Regions from separate parts of the Sus scrofa genome. Here all the other regions are linked to region 3. Evidence: chromatin contacts called from public Hi-C and promoter capture Hi-C data. All regions are on one chromosome and are shown on one strand. The core of a region is the stretch at or near the end of the contact, and the rest is flanking DNA. Distances in the headings are between cores, read along the strand shown.

Region 1 (4,625 bases), core at 1,221-3,720, 110 kb after region 3:
GCTCCCCTCTGGCCCTGTGCCCACCCAGGCTGACCTTGCCTGCCTGCCTGCGTGTCGTGGCCTCACAGGCCGAGCCAAGATTCTCCAGGTGGAGCTGCCCACGTGGCGACCACGTGGCACCAGCCCCTTTCCTGGATGGTAGATTCTGAGCGGCCAGAGTCCCGCTAGAATCTGGGTTCTGATTTCCGTCTCCAGGGACCTGGCTCGGGCTTGTCTGCGGTCGGCTCCGGGCTCCGGGCCAGGTGCCGCGGGGCCGACGGGGAAGCAGAGAGGGTGCGGCCTGGATGCACAGGCTGGCACCTGGGCGGCGAGCTCACGGCTAAGCAATGAGGCGCAGTGACTCACCGCCTGGGGCCTCCGGGGTCGGCCTCTCCGTGGTGAAGACTGCTTCCCAGCCAGAAGACCCCAGGTCTCCCGAGTCGGAGCCGAGGCGGGCGGATGTGCCCAGGCCACCTCCCCCATGCAGCCCTCCTGACTGCCCCTCCGGTCGCCCTAAGAGCACTTCTGAGGGCTCGCCTCGCCACACTATGTCCCTGGGGGTTCAGGAGTGCATGCGTGAGCGAGGCTGGGGGCTGTGAAGAAGCTCCCGTGGGGGCGGCCTCCCTGCACAGGGCTGAGCAGACTGGGAAGGTGGTGGCCCTTCCCCCGGGGGCTGACAGTGACCCAGGGGCGTGGCCAGGCCTGGACCTGAGGTCGGGAGACTCCAGGATGGCTGTGTCCTTCTCTCTGTCCTGCAGGCTGGGGAACAACCAGGCTCCTTAAGTCCTTATAGGAGTAAAACCCACATAGCCTGAATCTAACCATTTTAAAGGAGGGTTCGGTGACAGTACACCTGCCACGGGATGCCACCATCAGGACGTCGGACGTTCCGCCTGGGAACGACTCCCCGCGGGCGTCGCTCCCCCGCACCCGCCCGGCTCCCACTCAGCTGCTTCCTGCCTCTGGGCTCACCGGCTCGGATGTTTGGGCGGATAGACGCCGCGGTGTGTGTCCCGTGGTCTGGCTTCTCTCACCGACTTCATGTTTTCCAGGCTCAGCCACGAAGTTGAGTGTCTGTGCTTCCTGGCTTATTTCAATGGCTTCCTGATGCTCCGGGGAGGTCCTTTCGCTTGGAAGAGACATTCTCTCTGAAGCCGCGCCGTCTCTGGACTCGGGCTGTGGCTTTCCCTAAACGTGGTCCCCCGTCGTATCCCAAGGTCCTCGTCGTCGGAGTCCTGCGGGAAGGGGTGTGACCAGCATCCCGGGCAGCGGCCTGTCTGCTGACCCTCGGCCGGAATGGAGGGCGCTGCTCTCTGCTCACGCCGCACTCGGGGGAAGGATGGTGGCTGTGCGGGACGAAGGCAGAGCGGGCTGGCAGGAGGCTCCTGGCATGCGGGGCCGGCCCGGGGGTCTGTTCGTTCACGGCGCCCCCCGTCCACTCGTTTGTGCAGCCTCTGCGCCCACAGCAGACTCTGCGGGCTGGAGCTGCCTCCGGGGAGGCTCCTCTTCTCCCCTCCTGTCCCCGGATGGGCTGGAGCACCTTCCTCTGCTTTAGGCTCTGAGCCGAGGACCTGGCCCCGAGCGGTCCCCCAGGATCCTCCGCCTGGTGAGGCGGCCGAGGACAGGGGCAGGTGCATCGCAGAGCCCCACCCACGGCATCTGTCCAGCCTGATGCACTGCTGGGTGTCTCTACCCACTGGCCTGGTTCCCCCATCCGCAGTCTTTTGTGAGCCGTGTCACCACGGCTTTGTGGCCTCTGCTGCTGGTGCCCCCTCCCCTTCTCCCAGGGCCTGGCCCCGGGAGGCTGCCTGTGACCCCCCCCCGACAGCCACCCCCCGTCCCCTCCCTGATCCTAAAGAGGGCCCTGCCACCCTGCTTGTCGCGTCCAGGCAGCTGCCACGTGCAGGGAGCACTGTGGCCATGAAGCGGGGTATGGGCTAGAGTTCTGAGCAGGTGGAACTCTGGTCTCTCTGCTCCCCCTCAGGGCAGGCAGCCACCTGCCTGGGTGCTGGGGAGGGGCACTGGGGCCTGTGCCAGGTGCAGAAGGGGCAGGCCGGGGCGCTCCTGGTGACCCCGGGTCCGGTTACAAAGGCAGATGGAGACAGTGGGTGGGTGGCTGCCTGCGCGGCTGGAAGCCCAGGAATGCGGAGACGCGGTCCTGGCCTCAGGTCTCGTGCTCTGGCGGGTGAATTTGCTTTTACTTCTAGGCAGAGACCACATGGGGAGAACTTTTATGGCCTCAGGCAGAGGCCCCAGCCCGGCCCTTTCGACGAGGCGGCAGGTCAGCGGACACTGGCTGGCTCTGGAAGCCGGGGTCACGAGGCTCTGCCGCCCGGTCACCCACCCAGTGGGTCAGCCGGGCGGCATGGGGACCAAGGCAGGGATCAGAGGAACAGACGGGACCGAGTGGACCCGCAGGGACCCGGGGACTGTCAGGCACTGTCATTTGTCTTCCAGGTGATTTATTTGCAAAGCTGGGGCCTGACACCCCAGAGGGAGGTCACATTCCATTCGCAGCAGCTTATCTGGGCTGTCAGGCAGCCTGGGAGGGGGGCCTGAGACAGAGCAGAGCTCTTGCTGGGGCCCAGGGCTGGGGGCGTTCACAGCCCCCCCAGCGCCTGCTGCACACATGCAGCGACCCATTCTGCCGTGGCCTGGGGGCGGGGAGGGACCCACTGCGCCGTGGAGGCCAGGTGGGGATGGCACGGGTGCGGGAGGAGGCCCATTCTGATGGGGGTTCCCAGGCTGGCCATGTTCTCAGGGCCCCAGGAGTTGGCTGGGCACCTGGCTGAAGCCGACAGGATTCTCGCCGAGATCCCCACGGGGTCCCCGGCTGCCCCTGAGCTTCAGTGTCTGTTACTAGAGACTCTTTCGGACCCTGGCCCAGGACTAGGGCAGCGCCTGCAGGGCCAGGGCTGGGGTGGACTTTGGAGGAAGGGGAGGGGAGAGCCGCCCACGTGGGGCCCGGCTGGCCCTGTGGGGCCCGGCAGGAGGCACGGACAGAGGCCTTGGGGACCCACCGGTCCCGGCACGTTGCTCTCAGGGTCGAGTGGAACAAAGGCTACCAAGGGCCCAGGGGCCTGCTCTGCTTCTCGCCCTGGCCCGGGGGACACGACCACAGGGATGTCCTGCGGGGCTGGAGCCCCAGGGACGGGCAGGCAGGCTGGCGCCAGGACTCTGGGGAGGCCCCTCTTATGAGCCTGGCCGAGAGCTGCCTGCCTGAGGGCTCCCTAGGTGGGCTCTCCCAGGGGGGCTCCCCCAGGGTCCGCTGCAGCCGCCTCCAGGCTCCTGGGCTGCATCCTTCCCCACGGGCCCCGGAGCAGGTCGCCTGTGACCACCCCCCCACGCCCGGGCTCCGTGCTGAGAGGTGTGAGGACGTGATGCAGGGCCGGCTCAGGTGCCCCCCGCCCACGGATGCAGTGTCGCCCTCCCACCGCTCTGTGGGTGGAAACTGCACAGGCTGGCCTGGCCCCTCGGCCCCCGCCCCACCTCCAGAGCGGAGTCCGATGTGCAGTGATGGGCTCCCAAGAAGCCCCCGCGGGCCCGGCCCCCTCCCGCAACGACCGCATGAGAAAAGGCCAGAAGGTTCTAGAGAAAAACAGCAGCGAGCACAGATGTTAATCCTCTTTGAAACTTGACTGAACAGTTTAGCCAAAGAAAATAACAGCAGTTTCGTTTTGAAAGGGGTCACAGACTCTTTGATTTCTTCTGACCTTCCGGGGCTCGGAGCAGAACGTGGAGACAGACGCAGGCTGCGCTTGTCCCATGTCAGTAGGAAGCGCGGCTGAGGGGACGGGGGCGCGGTGTTCCATCTTTCGAATGAGGGAAAAGCCCTGTCTTTTGTAGGTACGTTCTGAACGGACTTTCAAATAACGAGGCGCCTCCCTCCCGCCAGGTGTGCCCGGGGGGCCGTGTGCTTCCCAAGGGAGCTGGGAGCTCAGCGGGAGCCCCGGGCAGTGGGGGCCCCGGGCAGCGGCTGGGCTGCTTCCGGAGGTGTTGGCGGGGGCGCTCAGAGGGCCCGGAACCCCCAGGCCTCTGCAGGCGACCGGGCTGGATGCAGGCTTATCCCACAGACCTGGTCCCAGGCTGTACCCCCGGGAGAGGCCTGTCGGGGAGAGCAGGTTTGCGGTAACTTTGGGGGACCCCACCAGGTCCCATTCTCTGGATGTGTCCTTGTGTTGGTGACCAGCCCTGGACCCGCTCTGTGACTCAGTTTCTCTCACACCTGGGCGGCGGGGAAGGGGGCGTGCGGGGGTGGGCCTGAGGAGGCTGTTGTGGGGGCGCTGGGGGGGGCCGCTGAGGGACAGGGGCCGGCCTCGCCAGGGACCCTGGGGGGCGTGGCAGCCTTTCTGCTCTTTGACCCCGGCCTTGGGGAGCAGGACGCAGGAACCCCCTTGCAGGCACAGGTGTGGGCGCTCCGGGAACCACTGCTCTCAGCTCCGAGACCAGGGCTTCTCCCGTCTGACGGGCCAGGGGTGAGGATGTGTCTGCCCTGAGACAGGCCCAGAGGAGGGGGAGGCGGGTTGGCGGCCCGGCCCTTCTGCCTCGGCCCTTCCCACCCCACACCTTGTGTCTGAGGGGCAGGCTGGCAGCTGGGATGGCGATCGGGGCTCCGCCTCATCCTGCCCAGAGGTCCTGGAGGGTCC
Region 2 (4,610 bases), core at 1,259-3,758, 130 kb after region 3:
CAAACCTAGGGTTGCCATGGAGGGGGAGGCGGGGCCGTGGCCTCTGCGGACAGACCGGGATGCCGCGCCAGGGTGGGGATGGCTGCGCCCGCCTGAGCAGGGTGGCCCTTGCCCAGTGCTCGACACAGTGGGTGTGGATCTCACCCAGAGGCTGGGGCTGCAGTGAGGTGCGTGTTCCCACACCCCACGCAAGTTGGTGCTAAACACCCGAAAACAGGCCTGCCCGGCCCCCTCCAGGCTCTGCACAGCGTGCCCACCCGCCACCGCTGGCTGGGCCTCCTCGCCCCGGCCGCCTCGAGCGCGTGGGGCAGGGGCAGCCGCAGGGAAGTGTCGTGCCGGGAGGGTCCCCCGCGGAGGAGCACCAGGCCGTCCCGGCACGGTCCGCCTCCTCTCCCTCCTCCTCACCCCTCCTGCCCGCCCAGGCCTTGGACACACACGCCCTGCCGCTGGACCCCAGGCAGCTCGCCTCTGGGAGGAGGCGCAGCCACGGCTGGGCACGGGGCTGGGGGCGGGCGCAGGAGGGCTCTCCTGCCCGCAAGGCCCAGGCTGGGCCGCGTGGGCTGTGGAATTTCCCTGACCACAGCTGGCCTGGTCAGCGGAGTGGCCTGGAGGGGACAGCTCACTGGACATCTGCACACATTGGCAGGGCCCCAGCCTGTGAGGGAGGCTGTGTTCCCAGCAGAAGTCCAGGGATTCTTGTGTCATCTGGCTCAGATGTTTGTCACAGCGGGGACCCCGCTGGGTGTGGCCTGGCTGGGGAAGGTCCCACAGGCCCAGGGCTTCTCTGGCCTCTGGGGGGGACCTCAGGGGGGAACCACCCACCGCTGGCACCTTGTGCTGCACTGGACACGCCCTCCCACCATGTGCTGAGGCAGGTGCAGGTGGCCGCAGGGTGGGGGGCGAGTTGGGGTGCAGCTGTCTCCGGCTAGTGAAGTTCCTGGGGTGGGGGTGGGGCATCTTCTTGGAGGAGGGGTCGCTTCCTTCCTAGAACTGCCTGCAGAGGCTCCCCCCACCCCGTGGCACTACTGCTTCCATCCCCCCTCTCAGAGTGTCCTGCAGCGTGTGACGGACCCGGGGCAGAGTCGGGCCCACTCCCCTCACGGTAGGCTGGGGGGGGGGGCGTGCGGACAGGCCCCCTGGTCCTGGCACAGCAGCCTGCGGCCTCAGCCCCATCCCCCCCATTCCCAGTGCTCCCCCCATCTGCTTCCTTCCGCCCCCACCCAGGCAGGGGAGGAGGGGCTGGGGCTGGCACGCGGCTGGGGGGACATACGGCCATGGAGAGGTGGCCCAGAGGGAGACCTGTGCCGTGCCCGGTAGGGAGAGGGCAGGGCAGCCGCCCAGGCCCCGCCAGCTCCCTCTGTGTCCCTGTCGGGCTGGGCCCCCAGCTGGGCAGGCCTGGCCACCCCCCGTCCCTGCAGGTGTGTCCCCAGGCCGCGGTGCTGTGGGGAGCAGCGCACTGCTGGGGATCCAGTGCAGGGTCTCTTGCCCCAGAGGAACAGGGAGTGAGAGCCAGCGCACGTCCCGTCCTTGGGTGGGCCGACGGGGCCGTTCACCTGAGAGTGGGGAGGGAGCTGGGGTCAGAGGGACCGGGGTGAGGTCACGGGCAGAGGTTCTGCAGACAGAGGCCTCGGACCTGAGGAGAGATTGTGCAGAGTGGCCAGTGCTCTGATGCAACCTGCACACCTGCAGGGGTGGCCCTGGGGCTGCCTGCACCTGCCACTCTCAGCCCCTGAGGGCCACTCTGCTGTCATCTCATCCTCCCTGCTTCTCCCCTGGGTTAACCGTTCCTCCAGAGTGCACACACACTCAGCGAGGACCCGGCCGCTTGGGAGCTCCCCGGCCCCTCGCTGTGGATCTGCAAAGATGTGCAGGGGTGTCCTGCGGCCACTGGGACAGATAACCACAAACTCGGGGCCTCAAGTCAACACAAATGTATTACCTTTGGAGCCAGATTCCAAAATCAGCTTTTCTAGGCCCAAAACAAGGTATATGAAGGGCTGTGAGGCTCCTGGGGCTCTAGGGGAGACTCTGCATCTCCCTTCCCAGCTTCTGGAGGCTCCTGCCTTCCCAGCCTCTGAGGCTTCTCCCTTCCCAGCCTCTGGAGGCTCCTGCCTTCCCAGCTTCTGGAGGCTTCTGCATTCCTTGGCCCTGCCTCCTGGCCTCCTGGAGCTGCCATGTCTGGCTGGCTCTCTGACCGGGAGAGGTTCTGTGCCTGGGGTGGGCTACACTGGCTGGCCTCCTCCCCCCTGCGAGGGTCCCTTTGCAGAGTAACGGGACCCTCAGGTCCCACATGCTGGGGGACAGACCTCTGTGGGGCCTGTGGTTTTGCCGCGGTTGCGCGTCGGGCGTGCACCTGTGCGCCCGCGTGTGCGTTTCCCTGCCACCCTTACTGTGCGGACGGGGACCTCGCTGTGTACCCGGAAGCTCCTCTCCTCCTGCACAGTGTCGGCAACCGTGCCTGCTCCCTGCCCGGTCCCTTCAGCCTGCGTTAACCACTGATGCCCGCTGCCCCCGTGGGAGGGCACCGCTTCCTTCAGAGGCTCCCGGGAGGCCCGTGGGTACTTCCTCTCCTCGCTCGTCAGAAACGCTCCCCGCGCCTGTGACTGGGTCCGGGTGGACACGCGCACGCAGATTTGCACGTTGTAATTGGGTCGAGGTGTCCGCGGGGTGGGGTGGCCTCTCCAGGTACTGGGATGCTCCCCAGGCCCGAGAGGTCTGTTCTCAGCCTTTTCTCCGTGCGTCGAGGCCGGGGTCCTGTCCTGACGGGGCGGTGGCCTCAGGTGACAAAGGGCCGGGGATGGATTAGACACCCCATCGGTTTCCCACTGAGGTGCTTTCGTTCCGTCGTCACGGAACCATGGCGGGGGGAGGCCAGGGCCGCTGTCGAGGACGAGGACCCCCCTCCGCAGGCATGGGGTGCAGGGGGGGCCTGCACACCCCGTCTAGTGGCCCGTCCAAATTACCATCCCCTTTGTCCCACTTAGTGGCTTTCATCTTCCGTTTTATCTCATGATAGTGTTGTAATGTTTGCTTATTTTTTTTTTATCATGTGCCAGATTTTTTTTAAAGGGTTATTTTTTAGGGCAGTTTCGGGTTCACAGCGGACTCGGGGGAAGGTACAGAGAGTTCCTGTGTCCCCCCGCCTCCCCACTGCCGCGGCTCCGCAGACGGTCCTCCGTGGTGATGACGAGCCTGCGTCGACTCGTCACAGTCACCCCGACCCAAAGCCCAGGGCTCGCCGTCGGGGTTGCCCAGTCTGGGGATCCGATGACTCGTACCCACGTGTAGTGGGGCCTCGTCACTGCCCCGCAAGTCCTCTGGGCTCCCCCTGCTCATCCCTCCCCACCCCGGTTCCCGGCAAACGCGGGTCCCTCCGCCGTCCCCACAGTTGGGCCTTTTCCAGAGGGTCCGACAGCTGGACTCAGACAGTCTGGAGTCGGTTCGCCCGGCTTCCTTCCCCGGGAGCGCGCGGCCCGGGCTCCCCCGGGCTGCTCGGGACCTGATCGCGCGGTTCTCTTTCGCGCCGACTCGCGTCCCTGTCGGGAGGGACCAGGGTTGGTCCTCCTGAGGGACATCTCGTGGCGTCCAGGCTTTGGCAGCTGTGAGTAAGGTGGCTGTTAGACGTGCAGCTTTTCGTAGGAACACAGTTTCCAGCCCTCGATAACCCCGTGGAACCTGGCCGCTGGGTTCCCCGGGAAGAGCAGGGGGCGTTTCGTGAGAAGCCACCAGACCGTCTCCCAGAGCGGCGGCGGCGCGGCTCCGGGGCCCAGCCGTGGCAGAGGTCCCGCCGCCCCGGCGCTCGTCCTCGTCACCGTCGGGCTGCGGGCCGTGCTGAGCCGTGCAGCGGGCTCTGCCGTCGTTGTCATCATTTGTCTTCTCCTGGGCCGATTTGCCGTCTGTCTTCTTCTCTGGGGAGTTTTGTCCATATTTTCATCTCATTGTCGGGTTTCAGGTGTGGCTTGTGTGTTTGGGTCACGGTCCTTCATCGGATTCGTGCTCGGCACATTTTTCTCCCAATCTGTGGCTCGTCTTCTCATTCTCTTAACAGTGCCTTCTGGGGAACAGAAGTTTCCATGTCGGGGAGTCCAGCTTCGGTTCCCTCAAGGATCGTGCCTGTGGTGCTGTATCTCAAAAGTCATTCCCAAACCCAGGGCCATGAGTGGCTTCCCCACGTTGTCTTTGGGGAGGTTTGCAGTTTCCCAGGCTACGTGTAGGCCTGGGATCCACTGTGAGTGAGTTTTGTTAAGGGCATGAGGTCCGTGTTGAGAGTCTTCTTCTTCCTTTTTTTTTTTTTTGCATGTAGCGTCCGGTTGTTCCAGCACCATTTGTTGGAGAGTCTGTTTCCCCCGTTGCAGTGCCTTTGCTTCTTAACTAAAGATGGGTTAACTACACTCGCGTGGGTCCGTTTCTGGGCTCTCTCTTCTGTTCTGCTGGTCGGTTTATCCGCTCTGTCTCCACACCGCCTTGTTCACCGTAGCCTCACGCCGGGCCTTGAAGGCGGGTGGTGTCGAAGTCCGACGTCGTTCTTCTCCTTCGGGACCGAGGCAGCCGGCGGGGCTTTTCCTGCGGTAGCAAAGTGCTGGCGTTTCTGCTGGGATTGCGTTGACTCA
Region 3 (4,402 bases), core at 504-3,003:
AGAAGGTACCTGGCAGGGAAGAGCGGGTCAGGGCTCCGCACAGAAGACCCCCCACCCCCCACCCACACAAGGCTAGTGGTTTCTGGTCTGGAAAGTGGAGGCAGCTACCCACCCATTTCTAGGGGACCCGTTAAGCAGGCGCAGAAGACATCTCAGCACCCCTTTAACCACAGCAATGGTCACAGCTAAGCGCAGGGGAGTCTCAGCGCCTAGAGCCTGAGCACCTGTACTCCGGGGTCCTCAACCTTCTTGGTCGTCAGACCCCTGCACACTCTTAACAATGACTGAGGACCCCAGGACGTTGTTTATGTGGGTTAAACCTGTTGATTCCTGTATTAGAAGCTAAAGAATTCTCAAAAGTATTTACGAATTTCCTTAAAAGTAACGATAATAAGCCTACCACCTGTTATCATTAGAATTTCCAAATGAAAAATAAGCGTATTTTTTTTTCTTTTTTTCTTTTTTTAAAAGAGCCACACCTGCAGCATATGGAAGTTCCCAGGCCAGGAATCTAATTGGAGCTGCAGCTGCAGGCCTACACCACAGCCACAGCAACACCAGATGGGAGAGGTGGCTTCGACCTGCACCACAGCTCACGGCAACAGCCAGATCCTTAACCCACTGAGTGGGGCCAGGGATCAAACCTGCATCCTCATGGATACTAATCCAGTTCATTACCCCAAGCCACAGTGAGAACGCCTGTGTATTTTCCTACTAGTAAGAAGAGTAGCAATGTTTTCAGTTTTTGCAAATTTCTTTGGTCTGGTGACAGCTGGATTTTCCTGCCTGCTTCTGCATCCCCTGTGTATCACAGGCCTGATGGTCTCTGGAAAAACCCCACAGTAAACTCAAGAGGGAATGTGGGCAAAAGAACAGACAGCAACCTGGTGTTTCTAAGGCCTGGCAGCTGGGGGTCCTTGGACACACTTGGAGAACTGCTGCCCTATCCAAAGCAAGACCCCTCTACAAAACCCAGGCAGGGGTCCTCGGCTTCTGTCCGCCCCCCTCCCTTCTCTGCATTAGTTCTTCCCACAATCTCTGCTCCTGCAGATGAGGCTGCTTGGTAATCCTCGGCTTGGGGCTCTAACCCCCCAAGCCTGCCAACACCGAGACGAAGGGGCCCATTCACCATCTCTACACCCCGCATCCAGCGGTCTGGTTTGGGTCAAGCCCTCAGTAACCGCTGAACGACCCAGAGGCTTGTTTCTCATTCCTGAGACTTATCTACGAAAACAACCAACATCTGGATGGATCGGCCTCCGCTCCCCGTCGGGCTCCCAGGCGGGGGGCGCGAGCCAAGGTAGCCCCGGCAGCCGGGACCTCCCGGAGCCCCAGGAAGCGCAGGCCGTGGGCCCCTGTTAGGTGATGCGGGCCTTGCCCGGGGTTTGAGGAGCCCGAGAACCGGATATTCGAATGGGTGGTTCTTAAGAAAGCCAAGCCTTGTTTATCTGTAGGATCCTCTGCCCCAGGCCGGCCCCTCCGCTCCGCTCCCAGCCCCGCCCCTACCGCCGGCCGCCACCCCCAATCCGGTCCCAGCCCCCCAGCCCCGCAGAGGGCGCGGACGCGCGTTTACCGTCTGCGGGACGCCGCCCCCGACAAGATGTCGGCTGCCGACTGGCCCGGCCAGAACTCCTCGCCCGAGGCTGCGACGGGCGGCCAGGACGCTGCCCCGAGGAGCAGGCAGACGACGCTGAGCGCCGCCATGGCCCCGGCGGCCACACACTTCCGGCGACCGCGCCCCGCCCCGGAAGCGCAGCCCGCGCTCTAGCGTAGCGTCACCTGTAGCCACGGCAACGCTCCGGAGCCCGCCCAGCGCATGCGTCTTGTGTGACTCCGCGTCCGGAAGCTCCTGGGGCAGAACTTGCGAGGGGAGCAGGGGCGGGACGAGGGGCGGGACAGATGGGCGTGGCCTACCTATGGGCGGGGCTCTAGGACGTCCTCGGGGCAGGTTGCCCTGAGGCAGCTGGGGCGGAGCTGGAGCCGGAGGGAGCGGGCTGGAGCCTGGGGGCGTGCCCGGGGCGTGTCTGGGGCGGGGCCAGGTGTCTAGGCGCCGACACCCTCACCTGCCCGCCAAGCCGGGCTCCTCCTGGGCTCCGCTGCCTCCGCCTCCGCACCAGGTGCGAACACTGTCAGCGTGTGGCCTGGGGGCGGGCAAGCCAGGGGACTGACCTCAGACCCTCACGGCTGGCCAGGTGGGGTACCTGGGTCGCAGATCCGCCTGGCCCGCCGCGGGCCTTGAATTAGCGCTGCTGGGCAGTTTCTGAGATGACTGGGTCTCTCCCAAGAGGTAGGTGTGGCAGGAGGCCGTCAGGGCGGGGGTACCCGATGCTGGGCTGGGCGCAGTCTCACAGCGCGAGGAGGGCAGAGCGGGCGGCGAGCCTGGGACATTTGGGGGATGGGGTGGGATGGTGTGTGTCCCTTGGTCGGGGCGGGCTGAGCGGTTGTCCTCAGGATCTCTCCTTCCACAGCAGGGGGCCCTCTCCCCGCCCTTCACTGCGCCCCATTCCCAGGAGTGCCCCACAGACCTGTGCCCGCACTGGGCACTATCTCTGAGAGGTCGGAGCTCCTGGTGGCTCCTGCCTGGGGCCAAGAACTGTACCTGACCTGTTAGGACGATGGGGCCTTTGTAGCTCCTGGTTTGAAACCTCAGTCTCTGAGGCAGGGTGGCTGCGGCCAGCCCCTCGCTGCCATGAAGTGAAGGCTCAGGCAAGGTGGAATTATTGGCTGTCTTTGCCGTCCAAGCCTTTTTCGCTCGGAGGTGTCTGGGACCAAGCGTGTTTGCCACCGTCCACCTGGGAGGGTGCCTGGCATCATTAGAGAAATGGAAATGAAAACCACAGCAAGGTCCCACTGTTTGCTGGGCAGAATGGTCACACGCGACGCTGACAACCCCCGGCGTCGAGCCGAGGCTCAGCTGGGACCCGGTACGCCGTCAGCAAGGTATCCACACACATCACCTCAGAAATGCTCCTACAGCTTCTCGTACAGTGAGACTCACACCTGCCCCGGAGGCAGCCGTTTCATCCCTATGTGTTCACCTGAGAGCAAGTCAAAGCGCACGTACTCCTGAGGACTGCCCCTCCCACGAGCCAAGTGGAACTGGGAGCCGGCACCCTCTCCTCTCCAGTGTCTAGCTTGTGCCACCGTGGGAGCCGGGAAAAGGCCACACTGACACCCCACCTGGGCTCTGCAGCGGTCAGGCTTCTCCAAAGCAGCGGGACTCGGGGGACAGACAGATGAGAGGTGTTACAGGGAGGGGCTCCCGGGGTCCTGGGGGCCTGCCGCTGCGAGCCCGAGACCCGAGAGCTGCCGTAAGATTCCCTCGGAGTCCAGAGGCTCCAGAACCAGGAGCTCTGAGGTCCCAGCTTGGGAAGAAAGAGTGGATTCGCCCTTCCTCCTCCTTCCTGCTCTGCTCCTAATGATTGGATGAGCCCCCCTCCGCCCCGGCCCCCGAGGACAGAGTGGTTTTTGCTCCCCTAGAGAGTCACACACTCAACTCTTCTACAAACACCCACAGGGCACACCCAGAAACACTGCTTTACCAGCTGTCTAGACACCGTTAGTCCAGCCACATGACACATGAAACCACCATCAAGGGTCCTTGTCTCAGCTGACCCCCTCAGCATGAGGCAGCACAGTCCTCGACACCGCAGGGTCCCCGCCACTCCAGCCAGTGCGGCCACCCTCCTGCCAGGGCTTCCCTCTGTGATGGGGGTACTGGAGGCCCCCTGAAGACCGGAACCAACCTCTGCACTTGTACCCTCACTGCGGACCAGGCCCTAAGGCCCCCTCGGCCTCCTGGCCTGGGGAAAACCCCCATGAGGGACCCTGGGAGGTCCAGAATGCCTGCCCTGTGCCACCCTGGCCCCTGGAAGTCCCCTTTCCAGGAACACGAACAAAACCCACACCCCCCACTCCTTGGCCAAGGCACCTTCTGGCTGAAGTTACGCCCTTACGGACCTACACGTTCTCTGTAGGCCGGGGACCTGCATGCAGCGCCCCAGGAAAGGAAGGTCCTTTCCTCTATCCCTGCAGGGAGCCCTCACGATGGGGTCCCTGCAGGCCCCTCGCTGCAGCCACGCCGGGCCGCACGTGGCCAAGGACAGCTGGTCACTGTCCTCCGTCACTGCCCAGGAGTGACCGCCCACACTGCTGGGTGTTTCTGTCACTTTGGAAGAGCAGGTGGGATTCTTGTGGGCAAACATTCGCCTTTTGAAAAGATTTGAGTGCAAAGCGGTATAAGCTAGACGTTTTCTGTTGCCCTGGAGCTGGTGAGACCCCAAGCAAAGTCAAAGCTGTTTTGAGAGAGAGTCACAAAGTGCCCCACAATCAAAGGGCCTGGCTCCCCAATAGGGGAGCAAGACCCCAGTGGGGCCTCGGTCCTCCTGCTGGGGTTAGGGGC

The links. Promoter capture Hi-C pulls out the DNA fragments that hold promoters and counts their contacts. Hi-C and Micro-C count contacts between places; a contact is called where the count stands out from the background.
Region 1: a contact with region 3 is called in a promoter capture Hi-C map of fetal liver, with 3 times the contacts expected there. The contact joins the enhancer-like site here to the promoter of POFUT2 in region 3. A contact is called at or near these places in 3 of 5 promoter capture datasets (fetal liver, fetal skeletal muscle and liver), 13 of 47 Hi-C or Micro-C datasets (adipose tissue, embryonic fibroblasts, epiblast stem cells and 8 more) and 1 of 2 datasets of contacts at active chromatin or transcription factors (skeletal muscle).
Region 2: a Hi-C map of omental adipose tissue shows a contact between it and region 3, with 1.8 times the contacts expected there. The contact joins the enhancer-like site here to the promoter of POFUT2 in region 3. A contact is called at or near these places in 5 of 5 promoter capture datasets (fetal liver, fetal skeletal muscle, liver and 1 more), 8 of 47 Hi-C or Micro-C datasets (4-cell embryo, adipose tissue, blood and 3 more) and 1 of 2 datasets of contacts at active chromatin or transcription factors (skeletal muscle).

The regions. Positions count from the first base shown.
Region 1 is chr13:207,922,646-207,927,270 of Sscrofa11.1, forward strand. The region is part of intron 2 of COL18A1 (collagen alpha-1(XVIII) chain); the gene reads left to right. Among named protein-coding and RNA genes, the nearest start is that of COL18A1, 17 kb to the left of the region's middle. Within about 2 kb of position 2,471, at least 20 of the 83 cell types and tissues checked have an H3K27ac peak or open chromatin away from gene starts, as enhancers often do. A contact at or near this core is called in epiblast stem cells, fetal liver and omental adipose tissue, where this site is marked.
Region 2 is chr13:207,943,318-207,947,927 of Sscrofa11.1, forward strand. All of the region lies in intron 2 of COL18A1 (collagen alpha-1(XVIII) chain), which reads left to right. Among named protein-coding and RNA genes, the nearest start is that of COL18A1, 38 kb to the left of the region's middle. Within about 2 kb of position 2,509, at least 4 of the 83 cell types and tissues checked have an H3K27ac peak or open chromatin away from gene starts, as enhancers often do. A contact at or near this core is called in liver and omental adipose tissue, where this site is marked.
Region 3 is chr13:207,816,385-207,820,786 of Sscrofa11.1, forward strand. POFUT2 (GDP-fucose protein O-fucosyltransferase 2) reads right to left here and starts at 1,754. Exons shown (of 9, transcript XM_021071525.1): 1 at 1,574-1,754; 2 at 1-9. The coding sequence starts at 1,704.